2 separate regions of the Pan troglodytes genome follow, and region 2 is linked to region 1. The links are chromatin contacts, called in public capture Hi-C maps. All regions are on one chromosome and are shown on one strand. The core of a region is the stretch at or near the end of the contact, and the rest is flanking DNA. Distances in the headings are between cores, read along the strand shown.

Evidence for each region. Capture Hi-C pulls out chosen DNA fragments and counts their contacts.
Region 2: a contact with region 1 is called in a capture Hi-C map of stem cell-derived neural stem cells, with 3 times the contacts expected there. The contact joins two enhancer-like sites. A contact is called at or near these places in 4 of 7 Hi-C or Micro-C datasets (blood, induced pluripotent stem cells and stem cell-derived neural progenitor cells) and 1 of 1 other capture datasets (stem cell-derived neural stem cells).

What each region holds. Positions count from the first base shown.
Region 1 is chr4:155,858,611-155,862,127 of NHGRI_mPanTro3-v2.0_pri, reverse strand. No RefSeq gene overlaps it. Among named protein-coding and RNA genes, the nearest start is that of CLINT1, 310 kb to the right of the region's middle. Within about 2 kb of position 2,142, at least 1 of the 24 cell types and tissues checked has an H3K27ac peak or open chromatin away from gene starts, as enhancers often do. A contact at or near this core is called in stem cell-derived neural stem cells, where this site is marked.
Region 2 is chr4:156,387,722-156,390,868 of NHGRI_mPanTro3-v2.0_pri, reverse strand. It overlaps EBF1 (EBF transcription factor 1), which reads left to right. Exons shown (of 17, transcript XM_063811625.1): 17 at 1-1,472. Among named protein-coding and RNA genes, the nearest start is that of EBF1, 400 kb to the left of the region's middle. Within about 2 kb of position 1,663, at least 3 of the 24 cell types and tissues checked have an H3K27ac peak or open chromatin away from gene starts, as enhancers often do. A contact at or near this core is called in stem cell-derived neural stem cells, where this site is marked.

The DNA.
Region 1 (3,517 bases), core at 893-3,392:
CCAAGCTCCAGAGTCTCCACAATGGAAAGGCAACATCTCTGCTTGGTGGTCTTTTCAGGTGCTGAATGGGAAATCTGACTCAATGACATTTCTGGCCACTTAAGAGTTCTGAGAATTTATGCTTCCTTTCCTTGCGCCCAAGAAAATAGAGAAGTTTGTTTAGTAAACTGAATGATATGGTTCATCAAATAATAAGCCCTCATATAATTTGCAAATTAAACTGTCCTCTACATTTTCATAAGCATGCACTCTTCTAGTCCTTGCAAGTCATACAGTGAAACAGAAAACAGATATTGTCCTCATTTTACATATCAGGAAGTTGAGGCTCAGAGAGGCCAAGTAAGTTGCTCTAGTCACACTGTTTTTCAAAGGCTAGAACTAGCACCCTGGAATTCTGTCTGTTTCTCTGGCATTCTTTTTGCTGACCTCAGGCTGCTATCTAAGCAATTACAGAGTCATGTATTAAATGTCTTCTATATGCAGATGTCAGCATGCTCTGAGTTTGGCCTATCTGAGCCATGCCCCAGAGTCTGTCTGCATCAAACTAGAAAAGTTAATCTGCTCAGCAAGTATCACCTGCCACAGGCTTCCCATTGCCAAAGGCCGGGCTAAATCTGGCCAGGCACTGCCACTAGGACTTAAGAAAGTCAAAAGCCAGCCACACAATCGCTCAAAATGGCCTGTCCCTCCTCCATCACCAAGCGCTGACCACAGGAACCACACCTCCTCTCTCCCATGAGTGGGCCAGGTGTGTCTTCATCCCTGGGCTGTAGGTTATGACAGAAGATGAGGGCTTGGACCATGAATATCCACAAAGAACAGTTCAAATGACTGAAGGAAAAGGGAGAAGACTGGGAAGTGAGGTGACTTCTTCGAGCAGGGGCCTCTGCTCTAAGGAAAAGAAGTCAATGAGAGGCACTCAGAGTGATCTTTAAGCACAAAAAGGGACATCCCACTACAGACGATTTAGACTCACTTTTTTCCATCTGTATCAAAAGTAAAGAAAGATAAGCACTCCCATTGCAACAGGCAAATTTTAGGTTAAGTGTGAATAAGGACATCCCAACTATAAAAGTGAATGAAGCTGTGGAGTGTCCACCACCCCTAGAGAGCTTTGGAGTACGATTTGCAACTCAAGTTACCAAATTGCTTAAAGGCAGGTAAGCTTGTATCAAGACAAAGAGGCAGCCCAGTTGACCTCTATACTGGACTACTCTTCCCAATTTGACATTTTGTTGCTACCTTGAATCATAATAATGTGTTATGCCTGTATAGACTTTACAGTTTTCAAAACACTTTTATGGAGATTTGAATCACCTCTAATAATTCTGCAAAATAGTTTGGGGAGAAATTACCATGTTCAGCTTAGAAATGAAGAAAATCAAGAACCCACAGCCAGGCCGGGCAGAGTGGTTCACATCTGTAATCCCAGCACTTTGGGAAGCCAAGGCAGGAGGATCACTTGAGGCCAAGAGTTCAAGACCAGCCTGGGCAACATAGCAAGGCCCCGACTCTATAAAAAATTTTAAAAATTAGCCAGGCATGGTTGTACTTGCCTGTAGTCCCAGCTACTCGGGAGGCTGAGGTAGGAGGATCACTTAAGCCCAGGAGTTCAAGGCTGCAGTGAGCCAAGGTTGCACCACTGCACTCTAGCTTGGGCAACAGAGGAGACCCTGTCCCAAAAAAAGTGGCGTGGGGTGGGGTAGGGGGGAAGAATCCACAGCCAGCCAGTGAAAGACCAAGACAGGACTTGAACTGTGACCTTGGAACTCTTACAGGGTTGTGCTTTTTCCACCAGCTATGGAGAACCATGCATCTTACCCGCCGAGACCTCAACTCTCAGCTACTCAATTTCCAAGGTCTGAATCTTTGTGCCAGCCATTTGGATTTCTGAGAAAGCCCAGGGAAGCCCATACACAGACACTCAGGCCATAGCGGGCAAGAGTGAGAAATCACAGTGACGTGCTTATCTAGCTGGAGCTGCCTGCAGATAAGAAGGAAGATAGTGCATGTCACAGCAACTTCCTGGGTTTGTGTTCAGACCACCATTCCCCCTCGGCCCTACTGAAACAGACTCCAGTCATGAAACACTCCCCTCTTCCTGCCTTTTTGTCTTCTCTAAGTTCTTTGCTCTCCCCGCAAGCCTCCTCCCTTATCTTACGGCTCCCTCTCCTTCAGGCAAGCCAGGCCTAATCTCTCACCTCTCACTGGCAGGACAAAGAAGCTGTTCAGTGTGATGACAGGCACTGGGAAGAGACCCTTGCCCCCAGAGATCTCCCAGTGGCTAAAACACCCAAAATGAAGGGCAGTCTCACACTCTATGTTGACTGATTAAAACTCTAGAGACTAAGCGGGAATTACTTTATCAGAATGCCTTCCTTTACATCAGGAGTGGGTTCGTATTTATCCAGTCAACAATGGTGCTAGGCATAGGGGTACACAGCCCCAGGCCTCATAGCACTCACGGTCTGATACTGAGCTGCTGTGACTCTGTTATAGGAGTGCCATGATCCTGAGTCCCTCGGTCCTCTGGGCAGCTGGGTGGCAGGCACCAGGGCTTCCCTCTCACCATGAGGTCCTCATTTGTCATTACTGTGTGTGCTGCACCATGAGAAAGGTTGGGTCCTGGTCTAATGGACCTGCATCAACCAAATCCAAGGCTCCTGGAGAGAGAGGAGGGGAAGACACTGAAAGGGAAAGAAAACCCCCAAACCAGAGAATTGGAGTCCTGCAGGCAAATATTACTTTTTGATATGACTGGAATTTATCTTACTGCCCTATCACTGCTGCCACCCACTGTCCATGCCCACACATGCCACAGTCCAACCAAAGAATTCCTATGCACTGCTTTGTAACAGCAACTGAAGGGGCATCCTGGGACCCTCTAAGCATTTACTTGATTTCCAAGCCTGCTATTTCATTCTTGTCCTGGTTTTCTTGAAATCTGAGGAATGAAGTGGCCCAAGACCACTCAGTAAGTAAAAACAGGGTGGATAAGAAGTCAGAGCAGGCACCAGTGTGCTTGGAATTCTGGCCCATCACCTACTAAACCTGTGACCAGAGGCTGACTACTTTACTTGCCTCCTCTCCCTTATCTGTACAGTGGGTATTTAAAGAGTATCTACATGGACTACTACTCAGCCATAAAAAGGAATGCATTAATGGCATTCACATCAACCTGGATTGGATTGGAGTCCATTAGTCTAAGTGAAGTAACTCAGGAATGGAAAACCAAACATCATACGTTCTCACTTGTAAGTAGGAGGTAAAATATGAGGATGCAGAGGCATAAGAATGACACAATGGACTTTGGGGACTCAGCGGGAAAGGCTGGAAAGGGAGTGAGGGATAAAAGACAAAAAATCAGGTTCAGTGTATACTACTCGGGTGATGGGTGCACCAAAATCTCACAAATCACCACCAAAGAATTTACTTGTGTAACTAAATACTACCTGTTCCCCAAAAACCTATGGAAATGAAAAAATTAAAAAAAAAAATAAAGAATATCTACACTGTT
Region 2 (3,147 bases), core at 414-2,913, 530 kb before region 1:
TTATTTTTAGTATTGTTATAAACCATGCTTCAGTTTTTTTAATTTCCACCCAAAAGTCATTGTCTATTTTTGTATTATTTGTAAGTTAAGAAGTTTTTTCCAATATATGGCAAAAAAAAAAAATAGTAGCATATTATTCTTGTAGTATTTAGTTCAGTAGATTAAAAAAAAAATGTATCCTTTGCTTTGGAAGCTTACAAAACAACCCTAATGCTGTTTTACTCTATTAATATGCATGGAATCTCTCCCTTTGGAGTGACGCATTTTGTGCATTAAATTCTAGGGAGAAACTTCATAGAAATCAATGAACATACTTTCTTTCTTAAGTCTGCTTGTATATTTCCTCTGTCTTTCACATAAATATAAACCAGCAGATTGGATGCCTTAACAATGCAAATCATATTCATTTCACTTGTACATTGTAACTGTGCACCAGAACTGTCAGTCATCACTAACATTCTAAGAAAAAAGAAAAAGAAAAAAAGAAAAAAAAAAAAAAACAAAGAAATCGAAAAGCACAAAAGAACTGTTTTGTTACCTTAAGACAATGTAACTTTTTCTAGTAGAGCAAGAAATCATTTACAACAATGCTGCAACTGTGCATGCCCCCATATGGATTTTGCAATGGTTTTCACTAGACTGTCAAGAGTGCGATTTTTATGGGTTGGGGTGGGTGGGGGAGGGGAGTTGTGGGAGGGTAAGGGAGGGAGGAAAGCTGTTTTTCATGGTGAGAAATAATAATGATGACTAATAATAATAAAAAAACTGGAAAATGTAAGCAAGGTGGACGCATTGCTTCTCGGTACTCAGAAAGGTTATCTGAATTTGCGTGGTAAGCGCTGGCCTGAAGATGTACACAAGTTAAAGCCATATTTTGTCTGGTGAGCCCCTTAACTGTTTCTGAAGGAATGAACGGTCAGCCGGGAAGGTGTCCGGCTTAGACCTTGACAACAGACACTACCCATCTGTCAGCCATGTGCAGTGGTTAGAACTCTTCTTGAAAGTCCAAAGAGCCTTTAAAATGTGTATAATTTGTGTTTTGTTGCTTCTATTTCTATTGATTAGATGAAAAGACATTCTGGCCCTCTGATCCTCTTTCTTCTCCACAAAAGTTTTACAAATAAAAGATGTTCCCCTAAATACAGAATATGGCTTTAAGAAGAAAATGAAATGAAGAATTAAATTAAGATTTCAGTGTTGGGGGAAAAATACAGCTTCTGGATGACTGGATTGCATAACATTGCCCTGGCCTCACATTGTACTAGGATGCAGCTTAAATGAAGTCATCTCTAAATCTACTAACCTTTCACCTTCTTATCAAAACTTTTTGAATAGACACACACTGTACAGTTCAATTGTTAGAGAACCTAACTACTGTAGAGATTGTTATAATTTTTTTTTTTGCAAAAATTCAAGCTGTAAAAACTTTTCAATTTTCACAATATTTAATTAAAGTTACTTCCTGTCTGTGATGGCAGCTCCTAGTTGTGTATTCATTTCTCTATTTCAGATGAGCCAAAGTCCAACATAATGTAAAAGGTCTGTGTTTGCAATGACTCAGATCAGTCTTGATACCCAGTGAAAAGGAATTAGGGTAGTGCTGGGACACCCTCTTTTTTATGTAGGTCCTTGGGGATTTGCTAATCTGGGATGCAAATTGAACACGCGCAGCGTACTGCTGCCCTCTGCCGGCGGTAGCTGGACGTGCACATGCCCACACTGGTCCACATAGGAGCCAAGAGCCCCCAGCAACTTCAGCAGCCAAGCCCTGAGATCCTCCTGCGTGATTGAACTGTGAATCCAGGAAGTGGCCATTCTAGAACCCCTATCCTTCGTGCTACAAGTCTGAACCAAGCTTTTCACACACAGCTGCTAATTAATCCCAGCGAGCCTTCTGGTCAACTAATTATGTGCCCTGGCTCATTGATGAGGAGGCATGTGTGAACTGAGCTTTCTGTGATCAATATTTTTTAACCCCACATAAATAAGATACTTTTCCTGTTGGACAGGAGTGAAACATTCCACAAATACCAGATAGGTACCTACTCATGTAAAATTGTTTCACTTTAAATTCCATCATGATCATGAGTCTTTCTAAATGCACACTCAATGATTTTCCTACTTTTACAGTTATTGAACATGATGAGGTTAATGATACTTGTAAAATGCCTCAAAAACTCAGCAAATAGGCTGTAGGCCAACAGAAACTTGATGGCCAGAGGTGATAGGATGGCTGCAATACAGTCACATGTGGTGGGCACTGTTTTGGCTTTGGAATATAGCCCGATTTGAGTAATGAAAGAGAGTGATATATAAGTTAGAGAAGCTGCCATCCTTTTTAAAGAAACAGAACTCTTGCTGAAAAGTGTGGCGATTCAATATATGTTTCTTTTGAATTCTGTGTTTGATATAGTTTCCTGTATTAGATGCAGACGATAAAGATTGAACAAGAGGCCCCTTTCCTTAGGATGCACACCATCTCAGAAAAGACACACTTATATTCAAATTATGCTAGAATGGTCGGCCAGGCTGAGACAGGTGTGCCACAATGCTCCACAGAGCACAGCTGACGTCCACACCTCTGACACGCTGGCCCCTACAATCTTTAAGGGCTACCTCTTGAAAGTGCTCATTCACTCGATCGTTCATTTATTCATTCATGCTTGTAAACTTTGCGCGTTTCCTATGCCTCTGGTGCTAGGCAAGACATGGTGATACATCGGTGGGCCATGGTGATGTTATACCCACTTGGAGCTCATACTTGAGTGGGGCAAATGAACGTTAAGCAACCACTCAAGTGCCTGTAACAAACGAATCATGGTAATGAAGAAAATGTCTAGAATGCTCTGAAAGTACATTGCAGCAGGATCTGATTTAACCTGAAGTGCTGGGAAAGGCTCCAGAGAAAGTAACATTTGAGCTGAGGTATAAAAGCTCAGCAGGAGCTAACCAGGTGGGCCTGGCCCCTTAGGCAGAGGAAACGAGGGAGGTGTAAGAACACTGAGCTTTGGAGCACATAAGGTACATTTAGGAACAGAAAAACTATGTGAGTGGAGTGTGCAGATGTGCACAATGAGACTGTGGGGCTTGGGAGTTCAATTCAGAACATGTCCTGAGCACCTACCACGTGCCTGGTACTGTGCTAGC